Linked DNA regions of Acanthopagrus latus: region 2 is linked to region 1. The links are chromatin contacts, called in public Hi-C maps. All regions are on one chromosome and are shown on one strand. Each heading gives the region's core, a stretch centred on a gene start, on an enhancer-like site or on the middle of the called end of the contact. The rest is flanking DNA. Distances are from core to core; before and after follow the strand shown. Region 1 holds the start of LOC119007073 (integrin alpha-6-like). Region 2 holds the start of LOC119007137 (ribonuclease-like 3).

Region 1 (3,145 bases), core at 413-2,912:
CTGTAGGCCTGACGTGTTTTAACACCATATCAACTGGAAACAGAAACTCTGCTGCCACCTGGTGAAACAATGTGCTTTTAGTTTCTTGAACCCTCCAGTCAGAGGTGTCATTTACACCTGGGGCCACTTTTTTGAAATGGTCCATTTTAGCTCCAATCCGTTTTGATTTGTTCACAAATGTTAACTAACAAATTTCTCCTTCATTAGCACCTGCAGATGAAACTATTTAACCCAGGAACAAACTACGTGTCATGGTTTTGGTTTCTGGTCATATTTCCTGTTTTATTTTGTAAGGTCTCTTGTGTCATGTCATGTTACTTCCTGCTCTTTCTCTTGTTTTCCCTCCCTTGTGATTGTCCTGATTGGGTTCACCTGCCCCTGATTAGCCTCCTGTGTTTTTTCCAACACTCTGTTTGTTTTCCGGCTGCTCACCTGTGTCAAATTACTTATCACTCCCTGTAAGTTTAAGTCCTTGTCCTCGGCTCTTTGTCATCTCTACCATTATGTCGTCCACACTTCAGTCCTGTGCTCCTCATGTTCCTGCCTGTTTTCCCAGTGCTTCTTTGGATTGTACCTTATTTAGTTTTTAGTCCTTAGTCCTGCTTCTTGTGTCTGTGTTTTTTATTTCTTGCCACTTTGGACTCAATTACATCTACTTTATTAAAGCTCACCTTTTGTTCCTGACCTGCCTGCCATCATGTCCATATTTGGGTGTTCACCTTTTTGCCAAAACTTGAAAATGTGAGTGAAAAAAACTGAATTTAATGAGCTAAACTAGCCCATATTTGCAAAAGAGACAATGTTGGAGTGTATGGTCTGATGTCTGTGGTGAGTTACAGTAGCTTTACAGCGCTGTTTGTTAAGGATGCTTCTAACGTCTCCTCCCTCTGTCCTCATTGTTGAGTTTGGTTTCTTGTAAATTAGAAGATTGGTGGTGTTTAGAGTTTTTATTTTGGGAAATGTGTGAATGAACTGTGTGAAAATTAGGCCTTTATGCACCACAGCATTTTCAGGGCAGTGATAGTGGAGCTGCATATGATGTGAGTATTTTTTATTTTGTATTTTTATCTGCATGTGTCATGTTTCACATTCCTCTTCCTGCCTTTGTATGTTTCCACATTCTTTTTGTCTTTGTATACATGTGTCTCATTAATTAATCACCCCCCTGTGTTTGCCCCTCACTCTTCTTTGGTTCATGTGTCCATCATGCCCATCGTGTGTTTTTTTTTTTTTTTATGTGTTTCTGCATCCATCGTCCCAACTCGTACTTTGAGTTGTGAATTACTCATGTTTGTTGCTAGCCCTTTTTTTTTGCCTTTTTGCATTTAGCATTTCTGGGATGGAGGCTCAGGTGTGAATGAGTAGCAGGATGTTTCTGAAATCTCACAGACAAAATTAGTAAATAACAAGAACAAGTTCTGAGAATATCCTGCTGTTTGCATGCTGATCTTTGGTTAAGTGGTTTGCAGTGACAGTCACAACATGGTGTTATCTTCAGACGACTTCAGCGCAGATGCTGTGACTCACGACTGACTCAGATCAAAGCGGAAATTTAGTTAATATTAACTTTGAGTTATCTGGTCATAAAGTCAGACATTGCAGCTTTGTTTGTGTGCAGATAAACATCTCGACCACACCCTGACTGTCTGTGTTTACAATGAACCAGTTAACACTTTCTGAGTCTAAACCGTTTTATAAGAGGGTTTCCACCTCCTCTGTGCTCTCAGAGAGCACGAGCACTGCGTGGCACAGAGCAGATTACACATTTATTAATCTAAAGAAGCGTAGCGATGCGTTGGTACGTGGTGCATCTGTGCAGCGTCTGGCTCCTCCAGATCGCAGCTTTCAATCTGGACACCACGAACGTGTTGCAGAGAAACGGAGATCCAGGAAGCCTGTTTGGATTTTCTGTTGCCTTCCACCAGCAGCTGAATCCTGCCAGAAGGAACCTGTGAGTGACACGTTCAACACTTGTTAAGTGTTGAGTCAATTTTTAAAAAAAACTCTGTGTAACCACTTGAGGTATTTTCCCCTCAGATTGCTGGTTGGAGCTCCACGAGCGAAACATCGGAACCAGGTGAACGTTACAGGTGTAGTTTATCAGTGTGATCTGACATCAACATCCGAGCGCTGTCAGCCCATTGAGTTTGACGATAAAGGTGTGTTTACCTGTTTTATCTGACATTTTATGGGTGATCTTGATACGTTTAATGGGATGCACATGTACTTGAATGTAAGTCTATTAATTTTAAGCTACTTGATGATTTTATTCATTACACCTGAGTGGGAAATATTGTACCTCACTATGTTTATTTGAAAGCTGGAGTTACTGGTAACCCTTCAGATTGTGATCTTGTATTTAAAAAAAATAAAATAAAATGTTCCAGTGAAATTAAATGGATAGTTCACCCCAGAAATCAAATAGTTTTCCTCTTATCTGTAGTATTTCCTCAAGATAACCCACCATCTATTTTCTTTTTGCCAAATTACACCCATTAACCACGTCACCGTGCTGAAGGCAGCGTGCATCTGCTCACGGACGAGAGACTCATAAACTACATCACTGCCATTACAGCTCAGCAGAGGAGGACGCCATTAAGGGCCGTCCACACCAAGAATGATAACTCTAACGCTAACTATGAATATGTGGTTTTAAAATCGTTCTAACTTAACTGGATGACAGACTCCACGCCACAGCTGTAACGATAATGACAGCAGCAAATGATGAATGGATGAATAGAAATCTGAATTTTCAGGGCCACATCACATTTTCCTGCAATATAATGATGCAGAAGTGTGTAGTTTTGATTTTGTTATGAAGTGTCCCTTTTAAAACTAGGGATTCCCAAACCTCTATGGTTCGTGAAAAAAAATGCAGTTTCTACTCACTTGCTGTGTCTTAATTCAGGGTTTGCATACTTCGAAGGAGCATTTGAAGGTCAATTACATCCCAGTCTGAAGGCTCCTCCAGATGCAGCCCACAAACGCTGCTTCTTCTCGCTGTTTTTGGAGGATGCACCGCTGTCATCCTTCGTTGCCTCACATATCCCAAGATTCTTTGCACACCCGTAAAAGAAGGAATAACAAACATGGCAACATTGGCGTAGATCATCACTTTTGCGGGTCTGGGCGGCAGAAATCATTA
Region 2 (3,310 bases), core at 552-3,051, 150 kb before region 1:
TCCTCTTCCTCCTTGCTCCTCCACCTCCTCCTCCTTCCTCCTCCACCTCCTCCTCCTCCTCTTCCTCTTCCTCCTCCTCCTTGCTCCTCCACCTCCTCCTCTTTCCTCCTCCTCCTCCTCCTCCTCTTCCTCTTCCTCCACCTCCTCTTCCTCCACCTCCACCTCCTCCTCCTCCTCCTCCTCCACCTCCTTCACCTCCACCTCCTCCTTGCTCCTCCACCTCCACCTCCTCCTCTCCTCCTCCTCCGGCCTCTCTCCACCCCAGCCGTCTCCTCTGTTAGCTCCATTGACTCATCCACTCTTTTCCCGACCTTAAAGTTTTAGTTCTTCATTGTGAACAGTCATCTTCACTTTCCCAGGTCCTGGTTAGATAAAATAAAAAAACATGGATATGTGAGTGATGATAATTGATACTTATGTTGAATGTTAAAATTAAACTACCATTGAAACTATATTCACTTCTTTGTCTGAGTCTTAATTTGTGCGACAACATCACCTTCACTTCGTCCCAGCAGATCTGATCGAGGATCAGTTTGCTTTCGTCCCATAATTTTGGTAATATGTTAATTTTTATTAGTGTCAAGGACCGATGGGAGCAATATTCTTTACTGGATGTGGACATGAAGCATTTTTAATCATTTCAACGGTACAAATTGTACGTGGAAGTGTTGAACTGTAGCAGCTGAGCACAGTGCAGGTTATTTACACCTGTACAGGTCGTATCTCCCCACAGGTATTTTGGGCTGAGGGAGTATTTTCAGCAGCACAGATTCTCTGTGTTCCCTGAAATATCAGAGGAACACTGCAGGAATACCACAACAGACTTTGGGCTTTAAGAGATACAGACTGGCTTTTACGCCCCCAAAAAACTGGATGAATATCATGATTGTTCTGTGGACTAAACTTCATACAGCATACTTTACAGTTAATGCACAGAATTTGGCATTTTGTGCGATGGTGCTCCCCCCCACACAGTTTTTGTACAAATTTCTGTCTGTAACAATTTGCCTGATGTAACTGTAGCGGTCCTGTTGTGTAGCCATCCTTCTTATTTTGGCTGACTTTCAAAACCTCCCTGGATCGCTTGCAGTGGATTCAGATCACCTTTGTGCAGGTGGTGACGAGCGGCTCCTAATTAACGGAGCGATAGCAGCTTGGGGCATCCCTCTCACGGCCAACCAGGGTCTGACAAACACCCTCCTGTGAGGGCTTAAAAGAGGTCAGTCTGATTGTCATTCTCATTCTGTCCTTGACGCGCTGCAGACCTCAGCCAAGCCGACTGACAGCCGGACACTCAGGTCTGTTTCGGCCCTGTGGAGATTTCTTCTTCTTCTTCTTCTTCTTCTTCTTCTTCTTCTTCTTCTTCTTCTCTCTAGTTGAGGAGAGTTGTGAGCATTCTGCAACCTGGCTGAGTGTCCGTCAACAGTCACCATTCAGTTTGGTCACCTGCATCAGGGCCATGCTTGACTTTCCTGCCTTTCAACAGCCGCAACAACTGAATGTGACTTTGAATCTTTTCCCTGTACAGTAAAGAACAGTTTAGATGTTGTTTTAACACTTATGCAGGCTGTAAGCTGCATGAAACATTATTTCCACGCAGCATGTAAGTTACCTGAAGCAAGATTAGATGTTGAACAGCAGTTTTAAAATAAGACCAGGCACATGGATATTATTATTCAATATTTCCAGTTTAAAGCAGAAGAAAATGGCGGCCTGATGTTTTCTGCATCTTACAACAAGTTTCCTTCTACTTCTGTTCCAGAGAGCTGCAACGCTGTTTTGCTGTGAAGCTCCAGAAATGTTTGGTGGACTTTCAGCAAGGAGGTGAGTAGATAATGACTGAATTTTCATTTTTGGGGAAACTTATAAATGAAATACATCAACAATTTTATAATGAATGTATAAATAAGTATTCTGATGTTTGTACTTTCACTTAAGTACGATTTTGAATGCAGGACGACAACGACTTAAAACCAAATTAAAAAACATTTTATTACAGTTCTAGGTAGAAACTGAACCCTCAAACGTGTCTCTGTGAGCCAGTTAACCTCTCATCCTTGTGGATTCACACACCGACATGTACATGGACATTCAGACGCCTGCTTCTGTGATATAATGCTGCTGATGAGCAGCAGACACCAGCTGACTGAGTAGAAAAATCAAAACCTCTAAATCAACAGAAACACCTGCTTCCCACCAGCAGATGGCAGCAGTGTGCAGAGAAGAAGTCTTGAATATCAGTAATTTGATTTATTGTTGGATACATATCCTTCTTTCTAATGAATCAAATAATTCAAAAGGCCATATTATGCACACTGAAGCTAAAATGAATAAAACAATTGTAAAATATGATTAAAGATACTTAAACTAGGCACTGATAGTGATATACCACACTTGGTGCCAGTTAGTAGATATTGCTAAAGGTTGTACATAAAGGTGCAGGATTGTCTTTGTGTATAAAATAAACAGAAATTATATTTGACATTTAATATTCTGTGTATAAGAGACATTAATGTTCAACACACATCATCCTCATAATGTTTATCAACCAGCCTCATGAGCACAAAGAGTCCATGAGTCACATAAGTAAGTGATGTTCAGGGAAAAAAAACCCTTTGACACAAATATAATCACATCCTGGCACAACACTGAAGTGGAAATGTTTGAAAATGTCAGGGGGACGTGATCAGTCTGACCAACAGCTGCACTGCAGTGGAAGCTGAGTGTGACTGTATGAGGAGTGTTTTTAGATTTCAAGGTGAAGACAAGATAATTACGATTTTGGTTTATTAGTTAAATTAACAGTGTAATCATCAGATTTGGTATTCAGACATGATGAGATGTTCTGATATAAATTCTGTCCTCAGTTGTCTTGTGCAAAAACAAAAACACGCTCGATTGGATGAAGAACTGGATAATTGATGAAGTGCATATATATGTGCACTTCATCAATTATTCAGCGCATACAGGCACAAATCTGTTCCATAACATCCAGCGGGTAATTAACAGTGAACACAAAACATGCACACTTTGTATTTTACTGATTCACTCGGCAACAAGCTGAGTCACTGTCTAGTCTGGTTACCATGGCAACCAGTATGCCACAGCAGTGTGTGTGTGTGTGTGTGTGTGTGTTGGTGTGTTTTGCTGAATCACAGGAAAGGGAAGCAAAAACAACTTCATACAGAATCTTATAACAGTAATAAAACATCAAACAATAATAAATCTGCATCTCTCTGATTTTTAAACTGGGATCTGGTTCAGCAGTGAATTCTTTACAAACTGTTTTAAATTTAAACTTAAAGTTGGA

The links. Hi-C and Micro-C count contacts between places; a contact is called where the count stands out from the background.
Region 2: a Hi-C map of liver shows a contact between it and region 1, with 2.4 times the contacts expected there. The contact joins the promoter of LOC119007137 here to the promoter of LOC119007073 in region 1. A contact is called at or near these places in 2 of 4 Hi-C or Micro-C datasets (liver and muscle).

Annotation. Positions count from the first base shown.
Region 1 is chr18:27,946,790-27,949,934 of fAcaLat1.1, reverse strand. It overlaps LOC119007073 (integrin alpha-6-like), which reads left to right and starts at 1,662. Exons shown (of 25, transcript XM_037076426.1): 1 at 1,662-1,951; 2 at 2,038-2,159. The coding sequence starts at 1,791.
Region 2 is chr18:28,101,691-28,105,000 of fAcaLat1.1, reverse strand. It overlaps LOC119007137 (ribonuclease-like 3), which reads left to right and starts at 1,801. Exons shown (of 2, transcript XM_037076550.1): 1 at 1,801-1,824. It overlaps LOC119007142 (a long non-coding RNA gene), which reads right to left and starts at 1,297. Exons shown (of 3, transcript XR_005071034.1): 1 at 1,105-1,297; 2 at 227-362; 3 at 141-162.